Linked DNA regions of Gossypium arboreum: region 1 is linked to region 2. The links are chromatin contacts, called in public Hi-C maps. All regions are on one chromosome and are shown on one strand. The core of a region is the stretch at or near the end of the contact, and the rest is flanking DNA. Distances in the headings are between cores, read along the strand shown. Region 1 holds the start of LOC108483437 (transcription initiation factor IIF subunit beta-like). Region 2 holds the start of LOC108483034 (proteasome subunit alpha type-1-B).

Evidence for each region. A called contact is a pair of places that touch in the nucleus more often than the background predicts.
Region 1: a Hi-C map of leaf shows a contact between it and region 2, with 4 times the contacts expected there. The contact joins the promoter of LOC108483437 here to the promoter of LOC108483034 in region 2. A contact is called at or near these places in 2 of 5 Hi-C or Micro-C datasets (both in leaf).

What each region holds. Positions count from the first base shown.
Region 1 is chr1:99,306,817-99,313,309 of ASM2569848v2, reverse strand. It overlaps LOC108483437 (transcription initiation factor IIF subunit beta-like), which reads left to right and starts at 1,689. Exons shown (of 6, transcript XM_017786831.2): 1 at 1,689-2,204; 2 at 2,469-2,577. The coding sequence starts at 2,010.
Region 2 is chr1:98,737,552-98,744,578 of ASM2569848v2, reverse strand. LOC108483034 (proteasome subunit alpha type-1-B) reads left to right here and starts at 3,985. Exons shown (of 2, transcript XM_017786212.2): 1 at 3,985-4,504; 2 at 5,828-6,525. The coding sequence starts at 4,154. The coding sequence ends at 6,298. LOC108483033 (gamma carbonic anhydrase 1, mitochondrial) reads right to left here. Exons shown (of 5, transcript XM_017786210.2): 5 at 6,705-7,027.

The DNA of each region.
Region 1 (6,493 bases), core at 440-2,939, 570 kb before region 2:
AGAACTTGGATCCAACGCTGATTCGATTGTTGAATAAGGTTGAAACCTATCTTCATCAAGAAAGCATCATTTTGCTTGCTCAAAATTTTAAATCCCAGTCCACCACTTTTAATTGGTTTGCACACTTCTTCCCATTTAATTAGACTAATCTTCCGTTTTTCATCCGTGCTCCCCCACACAAAGTTGAGGATTATTTTCTCCATTTCCAAGCAAAGACCTTTTGGAACAACGATTGATTTCATCACATAAATAGGTATGACTGACACTACCGCTTTAGCAAGTGTAATTCGTCCAGCCAAAGACAAAGCACTCGTCTTCCAGCCGACTAACTTTTGTTTCATATTGTTGATAAAATACTGAAAAGTAGCCTTCGTGACTCGTCAATGAAAAATGGGGACGCCCAAATACTTCCCAAGATCTTCAGCAGAATTATAGTCCAATCCTCCACTTATCAGATCCTTCATTTGATTAGAAACATTCTTCGTGAAATACATAGTAGTTTTCTCATTGCTCACTCCGTTGCCAGAGAAATTGCAAAACGCTTCCATCACCTGATGCACCACCATCATTCGAATTGGCAAAGATTCATTAAGCACCATTTTATCGTCATCATTTTCTCTGTGATCTCGAATCTTAACTTCTTTGTTGCTCTTTCCAGATTCAAAGACAGGGGGGATCCCAAACGCTCAAGGCTCATTTTCTTTTTTGATAGTTGAATTCAATTCACTAATTTTTTTTTTAAAGTAGCATTTATGCTAATTTTTTAATACGATGTATTTAATAATCTTGAAAACTTTTGCCCAAAAAAATTTTCAAAAACTAAAATAAAGAGAATAGATTATAGCAAACTGTGATTTCAAATTATTTTTATCTCTTTCAAAATAAAAGAATGATAAATTTAATCTTTTTTTAATTTTCAACATTTTCTTCTTAAAAATTTAAAAGGATAAAGATGATAATCATACAATACTTTTTCTAAAACAAATACGATATAAGTAAAACACATGTTAATTTTTAATTAGTTTATAAAATTAAAATATTTTCATGTCGGGATGAATTGAGAAAAATTCGAATATGATAGGTTGTAATATGATCTAATGCCTCACCCATCCTTGAAATATTTATAAAAATATCCTTAATATATAAATATAATATATATCTCCGTACATATAAAATTATAATTTATTATTGTTAAACTTAAGTAGAATATTCTTAGCTTTAAGTTCTATGACGATTTCAAAACCATGTGGATGAGAAATTTCATTAGTTCCCATTTTTTCTATAGACAAATTATAAGTCGTAACTCTAGTACATTTTTATACTTTTTAAATCTAAATTTATTTGATAAAAATTTCTATTTTTGATGATTAGAAAATGTAATGTGTTTATTAATTTTTATCTAGGACCATATAAATTAAACATCTCAATTAAGTTTTAAGTTTAAACTTAAAAATTAATCTTATTTATTCTAAAATAAAAATAAAACATTTTTTTATTTATTTCAAAAATAAAACAATTAAATTTAATTTAATTCGGATGTTTCTTATTAAATTTCTAAGTTTGGGAGGATTAGTTAAACTTAAAAAGGAGTTTTTCCTCATCCCAATTCTCAGATTTTATTTAAAATTTTATTACTTAAATCTGATGTTGAATAAAAAAATTGAAAAATAGTGGACTCGATTCAATCTGAGCTGTCCTGCCCATGAGATCCGGACAGGCTTCAACCTCAGCTAAATTTTCTCTCTATTTTTGATACCATTAGGCCCATTACTAGCTTTACGACAAATCCGGTTCCCTAAATTCGTTCCGTGCGGTTCGTCAGGGTCCAATTCATTCCTCAACTCGTAAATTTAATACTGTGAATGAACAAAAACAATTGCTGTCAGTCTTCTGGCAGCGAAAAGTAGAAGAAACTGACCAAGGAAATTTCCAGGCTCTGCCAAAACTGCCTTGCAGGTAAACGTGAAATAAGAGGAATTTTGATCAGTTCGCAGAGGAAGAGCTTGAAGATGGACGAAGATCACAGTAATAGCGGCTTTTTGGAGACTGGAAAAGCTGATAGATCGGTTTGGTTAATGAAGTGTCCGGTCGTTGTGGCCAAACCATGGAAGAGTCAGACCTCTTCTTCTTCCGATTCACAGCCTGTCGCCAAGGTTGTCCTCTCTCTCGACCCTCGCAAACCCGATGACCCTTCTTCTATGCAGGTACTCTAACCCTAAACACTTGAAGATGATAGTTTTTTAACCCTGAATTCGCAACTTGGAACTCTTAATTACAAGTTTTAGATAATACCCCTTTTTTATTAATGGTGAATTGGATCTTTAATTGTGGTAAAAGAGGTTTCTTGGTTATTGATTCTATAATCTACCAAGTAAAAGATTTGAATGACATTCTTGTTATACGTTTTAAGTTGTATTATTAGTTCTGTTGTTTTCTTATTTCTCACGAGTTTATCAGTTGATGATCAGTTTACTATGGAGATGGCTGGATCTGAGATTGGAAATATGCCAAAGAGTTACGCCTTGAATATGTTTAAAGACTTTGTTCCTATGTCCGTTTTCTCTGAAACAACTCAGGGTAAGAATTATGGTTCCTTTTTTCTTTTGCTTCTCAAGTATTCATTTGTGTGTTATCTAATTCAATCCCTTTTTGTTGTCACTTTGTACGGTAACTTGAAGTAACAATTTACCTCAAAATGTGGTTTTCTTATAAAAACTACACTGGGAGTGTTTCTTACTTTCATGATTTAGTGAATATTTTCTTAGATACATGGTGCACTTGTTGCTGTATAGCATTGAGGGTTTAATCAGAATAATGTGCATATTAGGAATTGGTATGCTGTCCACAAGTTAATTGTGAGTGTTCTTTTTATTCGTAAAAAGATTATGAGGGGAGACTATGTATACCTTTAAATGCATATTTAGTATTTTTTTGGAGTTCTTTAGTGAGCATATTGAATGTGTGTTGTGAAGAGCATTTGATTGGTTTAAGGTGGAGCCTGTTCAAGGACTGCAACTCTTTCTAAATGGATGGTGCCAATTAGTCTATTTTTTATGGATGCTTAGTAGCTGTTATGTAGGACTCTTAGGAGAAATTTTTAGGTAGGGCTCTTGGAATAAAAGAAGTTGTTTTAAGACTCTTAAAATAAAATTTGTGTTTGGTAGGACTTTATTTAGCTTGATATGCTTTTTTAAATTATTGTAATCTCCATTTCAAGGGACGATCAATAAAACAAAAGCAAGCAAAATTTTTATCAAAACCCCTAAAGAGATATGGGTCTCTCCTATGAGTCTTAAGGTTTCAGTCTCTCTTTGATGAGCTGAACTATTAATTTGAAATTCACCGAAGTAACAATTTGGTATCAGAGTCAATGATTCTCAACAATGGCAAAAAAGTAGGGGGCAGAGTGGTGAGAAGAAATATGCAAGGAGCTTGATTATATGTGAACAAGAAAGCCTTTTCTTATCTCTCTTCCGTATCCTCTGCATCAAACCCTCCTACACCATCTCAACAAAAGCCATGGCGGTCACAGCCAACTTCAGTCCCCGGTCTTATTCATTAATAGCTTCTAAATTCATATCCTACAACCCATCCTTTTCATTAAACCTGATCCAGAAAACCTTCAATCTAGACAAGTTTAATGGGTCTAAAGTTGATGTTTTACCTAGTAAAATGGATATTGGAGATGATAGAGACTCAATTGCTAGTCCTATTGTTACAAATGTGTAGTTTTTTTATTACTATGGACATGCTTGGGTTTTTGGAATTTGCAGATGTAAAAAGCTTAGCTTAGTTATTTTTTTAAAATTGTTATTGCTGGTGAGAAATTTGAAATGGCGCTGACAAACGAGAAGTATAATGGGTCTAAAGTTGATGGTTTACCTAGTAAAATGGATATTGGAGATGATAGGGACTCAATTGTTAGTCCTTCTATTGTTACAAATGTGCAGTTTTTTATTAGTATGGACATGTTTGGGCTTTTAGGAGTTGCTGACAGGAAAAGCTTAGTTGTTATTTGGTAAAAACACCTCTCTAGTCCCACTCAATTTCGATATTGAGCAAATTGGTCCCTCTTAAAAAAATTTAATCCCTTTCAATTTTAAAAGTGAGCAATTAAGGACAATTAATTACGGTAATTAATGTTTTTCATCAATTGTAAATAGTTTTGATTGATATAATAACAAATTAAGCTCTTAAATTTTGTCAATTTGGTATTGATTCTAAAAATTTTCTGAAAACAAATGTATAAAACTTTTAAAAATCTAGAAAGTTCAAAAGAGTATTATAAAAACTTTAGCTTTAAATATTATATCAATAGATTTATAAAACTAATCACATTAATATTTTGGCCAATTTTACATAATTTTCTGAAAACAAATGTATAAAACTTGAAGCATGTACAAAATAAGGTAAGTAATCACTACAACCCTAATTGACAGCCTAATTCACAATTATAATCCCTAATATCATTCAGAGAATCACTACATTATACCGTATCATGACACTCCCCCTCAAGCTGGAGCGTATAGATCAGTGCTCTTAGATTGTTACATATATGCTCAATCCGAGGTTTTCTATGAGATTTAGTGAGAATGTCAGCTAGCGAATAGTTAGAATTAGCAAAACTAGTAGCAATGCATTTTAACAAGGTCTTTTGTTTGACAAAGTGATAGTCTATCTCTATGTGTTTTTTCCTTTCATGAAACACCGGATTTGTAGCATTATGAAGTGCTGCTTGATTATCACATATTAACTTCATTGGGTTATCAACCTTACATCTTAACATCTGAAGTTGTTTCAACCAGATAAATTCACTAGTGACTAGGCTTCTATACTTGACCTTTCGACCACATCTTGCTTTCATCTTTTTGATGATAATAAGATCCCTCCAATGAAGACACTGTATCCTGAAGTAGACCTATCTGAGGAAGATCTTGCTCAGTCTGCATTCGAATAGCCAACTATTTTTGTCTTATTTTTGTACAACAAACCTTTTTCAGGAGCACCTTTGACGAATTAAATGATGTGTATTACTGCATTCCAATGACTATCACATGGAGCTTGAAGAAATTGGCTGATCCCACTCATTGGAGAAATATCTGGATGTCTGATAGTAAGATAATTCAATTTCCCAACCAACCTTCGTTATTGGCTAGGATATTTTAGGGGCTTCCCTTCTCTTGGAATAAGTTTGACATTAGGATCCATTGACGTATCAATAGGTTTTCTATCCAGCATCCCCGTCCCCGTTTCTTCCAATATATCCGACACATACTTCCTTAGAGAGTTAATAATGCCTGTGTTTGCTTGTGCCACTTCAATACCCAGAAAATATTTCAAGTTTTTCAAGTCTTTAGTTTGAAAGTGTTCTAAAAGATGTTCCCTGGGTTGGCCCATCCTTTCTTAATCATCACCTATGATAGCAATATTATCCACATAAACAACCTGATAAATGCCCTTGCCCTGAGTGTTAAGATGATAGGATATAGAGTGGCTGCTTCACTACTTTTCATCCCAAATTGTTGAATGACTACTCTAAACCGTCCAAGTCAAGCTCTTGATGGTTGCTTTAAACCATACAGAGATTTCCTCAATCCCCATACTAATCTGGACTTCCTTTGAGCAACGAATCCAGGCGGTTGCTCTATATAAATTTCATCATTTTTAATGTTGAGCTGATGAATAGTCCAATGATTCATTGCAGTAAGAGAGATCAAGAGGCGAACCAAGGTGATCTTGGCAACCAGAGAGAAAGTTGGTCTATCTTTCTATCTGAACTGACTTTTAACTGTGTATACTCATCGACATCCAACAATATTTTTTTTTTCTGATGGTAAGAGAATAAGATCTCATGTGTGGTTAGCATGAAGAGCATGTATTTCTTACGCCATGGCTTGTTGCTATCCAGGATTAGTCTTTGCTGCACTAACTGTTTTAGAAATGGAAACATTGGATAAAAATGAGGTGAAGACATGATAAGTGGGTGATAGTTGGTGATAACTCAAAAAATTGTAAATCGGTTTAGGATTTTGAGAAGAATGAATACCTTTTCTGAGAGTAATAGGTGGAGTGTTTTCTTCTGTTTGAAGCATTACTATAGATGGAAAAGATGTTAGCGTAGAAGATGAGTAACTGGGAACATCTACCTGACTTGTATCTGTAGAAGAAAGATTAGGAGCATTTGAAGTGAAGCGATGAGAATAAACTTGAAGAGGTTTAGGGGAAGGTGTATTATTAGCAATGGAAATATGGGAGCTAGAGCATCAACAATGTCCATTTCGGTTAGGGATGGAGGGGAGAAATATGGAGTTGCCTCAAGAAAGGTTACATATGTAGAAATACAATATTTGCGAGTAATGGGATCATAACATTTGTTTCCCTTTTGATGCTGAGAATATTCTAATAAGACTTAGTTGATAGTTTTGGGAAGAAATTTATCTTTTCCTGGTGCATTGTTATGAAGAAAACAAGTACAACCAAAAACTTGGATAGA
Region 2 (7,027 bases), core at 2,736-5,235:
TCATTGAGTCAAGTGGCATTAAGGTATCTCGTGGAGCTCTCATTATGATGAAAGGTTTGAAAACTGAAAGCCTATATATTTTACAGGGTTCAACAATGATTGGTGCAACATCAATTATGGAGTGGAGTCAAAATAATTGCCATGTCGTGACGAAGAATCACGTGACATTGTGACGTCATGATGAATTCCATTTATTACAGATTTAGAGTCAACTTGGTTGTGGCATATGCGACTTGGTCATAATAGCAAGAAAGGTATAACCATTTTGAATAAAAAAGGTTTTCTTCATAGAGTAAGAGTTGGAAAGATAGATTTCTATGAACATTGTGTTTGTGGGAAACAAATATGTCATACCCAATTCTCCTAAAGACTGTAATTTAAAGAAGATTCGGGGAGTTAATAGTAAATAAATAGAAATTTACGGGCTCTATTGAGATATTTAGAAACTTAAGCGGTTAGTTGAGAATGGTTGGACTTCAATTTTGGTTTAGTTAGACTAGAACCGGCTGGTTCCATAGTGAGAGACAGAATGATTAAGATTGAGTGGTCGTATTGGTCTGTGGAGACCGTGCCAATGAAGTATATATATAGGTGTGTGTGGAAACAAAATTATTTTCAATTCTGTTTACCAATTTTTCTCTCTGAAGCATCATCTTCTTCAGTCGCTCTGAAGAAGAAGAAGATATAGCTGAAGAAAGCTCTACATGTTATAGCCATTGTGTGAATTGAAGTCTGGTAGTAGAGAAATTGAGAAATTGGTAAGGTTCCTTACCTCTCTGTACTCGTGGATCGAAGAAAGAAGTAGAGTAAGAGCTCTTAAAAGTTTTTGTATAATTACGAATTTTGGGTTCTTAAGGTTTGAACACCTTTAGTTTAACCAATAAATGGTTGTCATGCTTAGCGGCTAGGACGGAGGAGGTTGGCGTTTGGACAAGCTAAGCTGTCAAGGAAAAAGGAAGCCAGATGAGTCTCTACACCTAACTTTTGGGTGACTATTGATGTTGTGTTACTTACTTAAACCACATTCATGGCTATTTTGAGTTGTGTCCTAAACCATGGTCGTGTATGAACATAGAAGTTAGGTAAGCTGTTAATAACTCTTGAAAAGAGTTATATTTCATGCTTTTAGACCAAGCTAATTGCTTGTAATTGGTACATTTAGTTGCATTTTAGGACATTTCATTGGTATTTTTATCATTGTATTAGAAGCTTGGACTGTGTTTAAATGTTAGGTACTTTTAATTGCATGTGGAAGGGTTGTGTTTGGTGGTTTGGCAGGTGTAGGATATGGAGAAAGAAATAAAAGAGTGAAGGTTTGTTGGGGCAAAAGATTAAACAGTTTGCCAACACAAATGTCGTGGCAATTTCAGGAAGATGACCGAGTTAACGCTCAACGCATACCAATTTCAACCAAACTCTACTTGTACCAAAAAAATCTATATAAAAAAGAGGAGAAGATATCATGGGTTGTTGGATTTACCCTAGGAAGAAAAGCTTATAAAAATCCAAAAGAGGAAAACCTAAAGAGTGTGGAGATCCGGAGGCAACAATAGAGGGTAGCGGCTGGGTAGAGATGAAAGGAGGAAACTGAAGGTAGTCCCTCTCAGTCACCACAAGACACTGTGTTGCTGGATTGTAGATTGACTTTGCGACAACCTTCTTTCTAAGTTCTTCCATTATTTCTTAATCTGTTCTCCCGTGAATTTATTTGGTCGAAATGATGTTGGGTGTTATTTTGAACTTGAATTTTAATTGTCAACCCATGAAATAAATCTCATAGGGCTGGATTACATGATGAAACTTTTATTTTCGTTAATGGTTGAATCATATATTTGATTTAATCTACTGTTTCATTCAGTTGTTTTAATTTCCCAATTGTATGCGTACATTCTCTAGACATAGATGAGTGTGCAGTATGCCCATAAACTAAATCTATTCCTGAAAAGTTTAGATTAGTTGGACTGGAATTGAATGATATAAACGGGTATTCAACGAAATACTTGTAGCAGACTTTAGACATAGAGCAGTGTTTGTATAGAATAAAGACCAAACAATGTAGGATATTGTGCTAAGGCCTATAGACACATGTCAGTTAACTTGAGATCTAGCTCTCGAAAGAAGCAGGTCACTTTAGGTCTTTTTTGAGTAGTAAATTGAGTACAATTTTATTGAGGTATTACTGAAAGTAAGGGCAGATTCTTAGTCAATTATAAATACATATTTAAGTAAATATTTATTAATAATAACAACTATTGAAAACATTAAAATATATTAATATTATCTTTTAATTAATAAAGATAATTTCATAAATTATCATCGAATTTTAAGAAAGTTTTGAATAAATCAAATGTGATTTTTTAATACAAAGTGAACCGAAAGTATTAGTATAACATTTTAGGACTTAAATCAATACTTTTTAATGTATACCAATCTTGAAAATTAATTTTTCTTTTAATTACATCTCATTGAAATCATAAGCAAAAACCAAACGCACCCAAATATGAAAAGAAACAAAATGTAAATTAATTAAATTAGGATGATTTTCATAATTGAAGAACCTAAGACCTAGTAAATGTACGTATGCAGATTGTGACCTGAGTCAAGAGATTCAAATGCCGGGAAGAAACTATGAGGTCCACATTTCCCCATTGAAACGATGCGTTCACATTTATGAGTTCATCAATAAAGACTTCCACCCTTTTTAACTTTACCCGGGTTTTTCAAACAAGCTTTCGTTTTTTTCTTTTTCTTTTTTCTTTTTTCTTTTTTAAATATCACCCTAGGCAAAAGAAATTTACCAAACTACCCAGGACTACCATTCATTTTTCTATGACTAAATTACAGAAATTATCACTTATGTTTTAATTATCGAATTTTAATTTGTTACGAAATGATTATTAGCATTATCAATTATAACATGTTTGTCATTGAGCCATTAAATGTCGTTAAATGATGTAACGATAAATTAAACAGAAAAGATATCACACGCCTAAACGTGGTCAAATCTAAATTTTTCATAATGTTGTAACTCAAAATTAAACCCCAAATCATAATTTAAAATATTCAAACAAGAGCATAAGCGTCCAACTCAAATATTATCCAACACACTTAATTTTCAGATGACTTGATGAAAAGTCTCTAACCTTAAATCTCATCCAACCCACTTAAGGGTTTGTTTCTTTCATTAAAAATAACTTTCGGAAAATAATTGCTGGAAAATAACTTACTTTTCTAGAAAAGTTAATAGTTTTTAGTGTTTGGATGAATTCATATAAAATATATTTTTGTTGTTTGATGATTTCTTAAAAATATTTCATAAAAACTATTTTCAATGAAACAAATATACATTTGATATTTTCTTATTTTTTCATTGTTTAATTGAGTTAATTTTTTATCTATAAATTTATATTTTACATTTTTGTCATATATTAAAATTATTTTGTTAGATTCAGTCATTTTTAGTTACATAACTACCAAGCGTATTTTTATTTAAAAATGTGACATCAACAACATTGACAAAACAATCATATATTTTATTAAATTAAAAATGATTCAATCAAAACCAAACCTTATCCAACACATCTCATTTTTAATTTTAAATAATGATGTTTTCACTAGATTAAAAGAAAATTGATTAAAAATATCCTATTTAAATTGTATTAAAGATGTTTATGGAATAAATCAGGCCTGATTCCCAAAAATAATTTTAGACTCAAATCCAACTTTCCTATCTAAATTCTCCATTTTACTAAGTAAAAAGTAATAAAAATATTTTTAATTATATTTAATTAAAAAATTATATAAATATTCAAATAAAATTATTTATATATTTTTAAACAATAAAATAGGCCGGATTGGCCCAAGGAAACTAAATCCAAACCCGGGCAAACACAGACTGTGCTGGGCGGCCCATGAAACCTCTAAACGCTATCCTATATTACAGCTTCATTAGGCCTATTGGCCCATTTTCTTGTCGAATGACCCCAATATTATTAGCATTGAATCAAAGACATTAGAAGGGCTTTCGTTTTTCTCTCAATCTGTCTTGAAGAAGAAGAAAAACCCTCTTAAAATAACCAGAGAGAGTGTGTTGAAGCCAGTTTCTTTCAATCGAAGAAGAAAGCTAGCAATTAAGACGGTGGCGTAGAGGAAAATGTTCAGGAACCAGTACGATACAGACGTTACCACATGGAGTCCTGCGGGGCGGTTGTTCCAAGTGGAATACGCGATGGAAGCTGTGAAGCAAGGTTCAGCCGCGATCGGGCTTCGATCTAAGACCCATGTAGTTTTGGGTTGCGTCAACAAGGCTAACTCCGAGTTGTCTTCTCACCAGAAAAAGATTTTCAAAGTCGACGACCACATCGGCGTTGCCATCGCCGGTCTCACCGCTGACGGCCGCGTCCTTTCTCGGTATATGAGAAACGAGTGTATTAACTACAACTTCACGTATGAATCGCCACTTCCTGTTGGCAGACTTGTCGTCCAACTTGCCGATAAAGCGCAGGTCTTTCATTTCTTGAAATCCTAAATCTTTGAACTTTTTTCTTTAAAGAAAAGGGAAATGACCTTTATTTTGAGTGTAGTTAAACTGATGGGTAATGTTGATATTTGGGTTTTCTTTGAGAAGTTGAAAGTTGAAACCCTAATTAGTGGGTTTCTACTGAAGCATTTAAGTAAATAGAAGTGCAAAATTAATCATAAAATGGTTATTGACTCACAGTTAAGCGCGGCTTCCGTGTAGGAAACATTAATGGATCAAGTAATGTAGAAATAGAACTGCCCATTTGCGTTACTGCTGAACTGATCAATGATTGAATTAATAGCCGAAGTTCTATCTGGAATAGAGGAAAATGAAACGGATAATGCGGATTAGTATAATACAAACTGACAGAAGTATAACTGAGGGGATCTCTTTCCTACTGATTATGTATTCAATTGGTGAGTTAGCTTTACTTGCAAGTTATGGATGAGGGTTTGACTGTAATTGGCATCAAGTGACTTGGTCTGGTAATGATATTGTATTTGCGATTTGTTTCTGACTAAAAACTTCTGGGCATAAAGCAGGCAATAGACTATTCCATAGAAAGGCTGATTTGAAAAGATTGTGGGAGGTGAGTGTATTCCAGTTATTGTCTTATTACCTTGTTAGGCTTCTGTTAATTGAAGGATGAGAGTATAATAGGATTGAAGCTCAATTGTCGTTTGAATGGGCTTAATGGTTTCTTTGCATACAACTCGGAGAGCTTGGCATGCCTTTGTGTGCTCGGTTTTTGCTGTTCTGGTGTTAAGTGATTGAGTAGCAGTTTTCTAACTTTTTCATGATTACTTGATCTGTTCATTTGTTGATGCAAGAAGTGAGGCTGAATGATAAGTCTTTGAGGTTGGTTATGGTGAGTGACCGTAAATTGTGATAGATGATCTATGTTTTCATATGGCTCTTTGATTAACATAAAAACTGTGGAAGCCCTCTGATGTTTATCTTTTGCTTCATCTCCTTAGTGTTATTCTGTGCTTACCCATTCAATTCACTGCTAAATTTTGTATATTTCTCAACTGTATCTTAATTCAATTGCATATTTGGAGCTCTGACATTGTTTGTAATAATCTTGGAATCTAACATGATTTTTGATAGTTATTCTCTTATTAATGTAGTGAGTTCACTTTTTCTTTTGATAATTTCTTTTGGGGTGTTTACTTTTAACCCCATTAAATGAAACATAGTTGATGCAAAAGATGGCAATTTCTTGCGGAACACCAAACCTAATAACATATTAGTGTTATTTGTTTGTGCAATTGAAATGGGGGACATGCTTGTGTTTGGTTGCAGGTCTGCACCCAACGCTCTTGGAAACGACCTTATGGGGTTGGCCTGTTGGTGGCTGGCTTGGATGAATCTGGGGCTCATCTCTACTACAACTGTCCGAGTGGAAATTACTTTGAGTACCAGGCTTTTGCCATTGGGTCACGCTCACAAGCTGCAAAGACGTACTTGGAGCGGAGGTTTGAGAACTTCGCAGATTCCTCTCGGGATGATCTGGTCAAAGATGCTCTAATGGCTATAAGGGAAACCCTGCAAGGAGAAACTCTAAAAAGCTCTATATGTACAGTTGCTGTGGTAGGGGTTGGAGAGCCGTTCCATATTTTGGATCAGGAAACTGTACAACAAATGATCAATGCCTTTGAGATCGTGGGAGAGCAAGAAGGACCAGCTGCTGAACCTGATGCTGCTGCAGGGCAAGAGGCTGCAGCTGAGCAGGGTGGTTCTACTGACGAAGGCGTAGCCCCAATGGATATTTAAGGATACCAGCATCGGGGCCCATCTCATGTTTAGATAAGGTTTTCTAGCGTGTGTTTGCGGATTGAGTTGGTAACTGGTAGACATTATTGTGTTGGATATTTCCTTCTTTCTTTTGCAAACTATGTTTTTACAATTGCTGCAAGCATGCGCATGCTAGCCTGACCCAAAACTTAAAACTAAATTTGCAGTTATACCCAAGATGCAGTTATTCAAGTTGTCAACTTAAATGAGTGTTGGTACAAATTTGATGCAGGCATCAGGATTTGTGACTGACCCAAACTTTGCATCAGTGGCAGAAAAACGCTCGCAAACATATATATAGACTTTTAGATTTGAAAGTATTCAACAATTTATAAATATGTATGTAATTTTTTATAAGATTAACAGTAATACAAACATACATGAATTATGCAATAAATTGTCATTTATTCATTAACTAACGCATGCATAATCCCTTGCTTTAAAAGAGCAACCTAGTATTCAGCATTGTTTATTACCATTACAAGAAGTACTAGGCCTTTGACCACAAAGAGAAGTACTACGTCTAAGCACAGCAAAGCCAGTCGCCTGCTGTATACTGATACACGAGAAGGGCAATTATAAGTAGAAAACAAGCATCTTAGGTACATGGAACATTAGACAACAAATTACATCTCTCCGGTCATGAACTGCGACTCTGAGTAACCATACAAACAGTAGAGTTTTATAGCTAAAAAGAAGCCAAGGTTC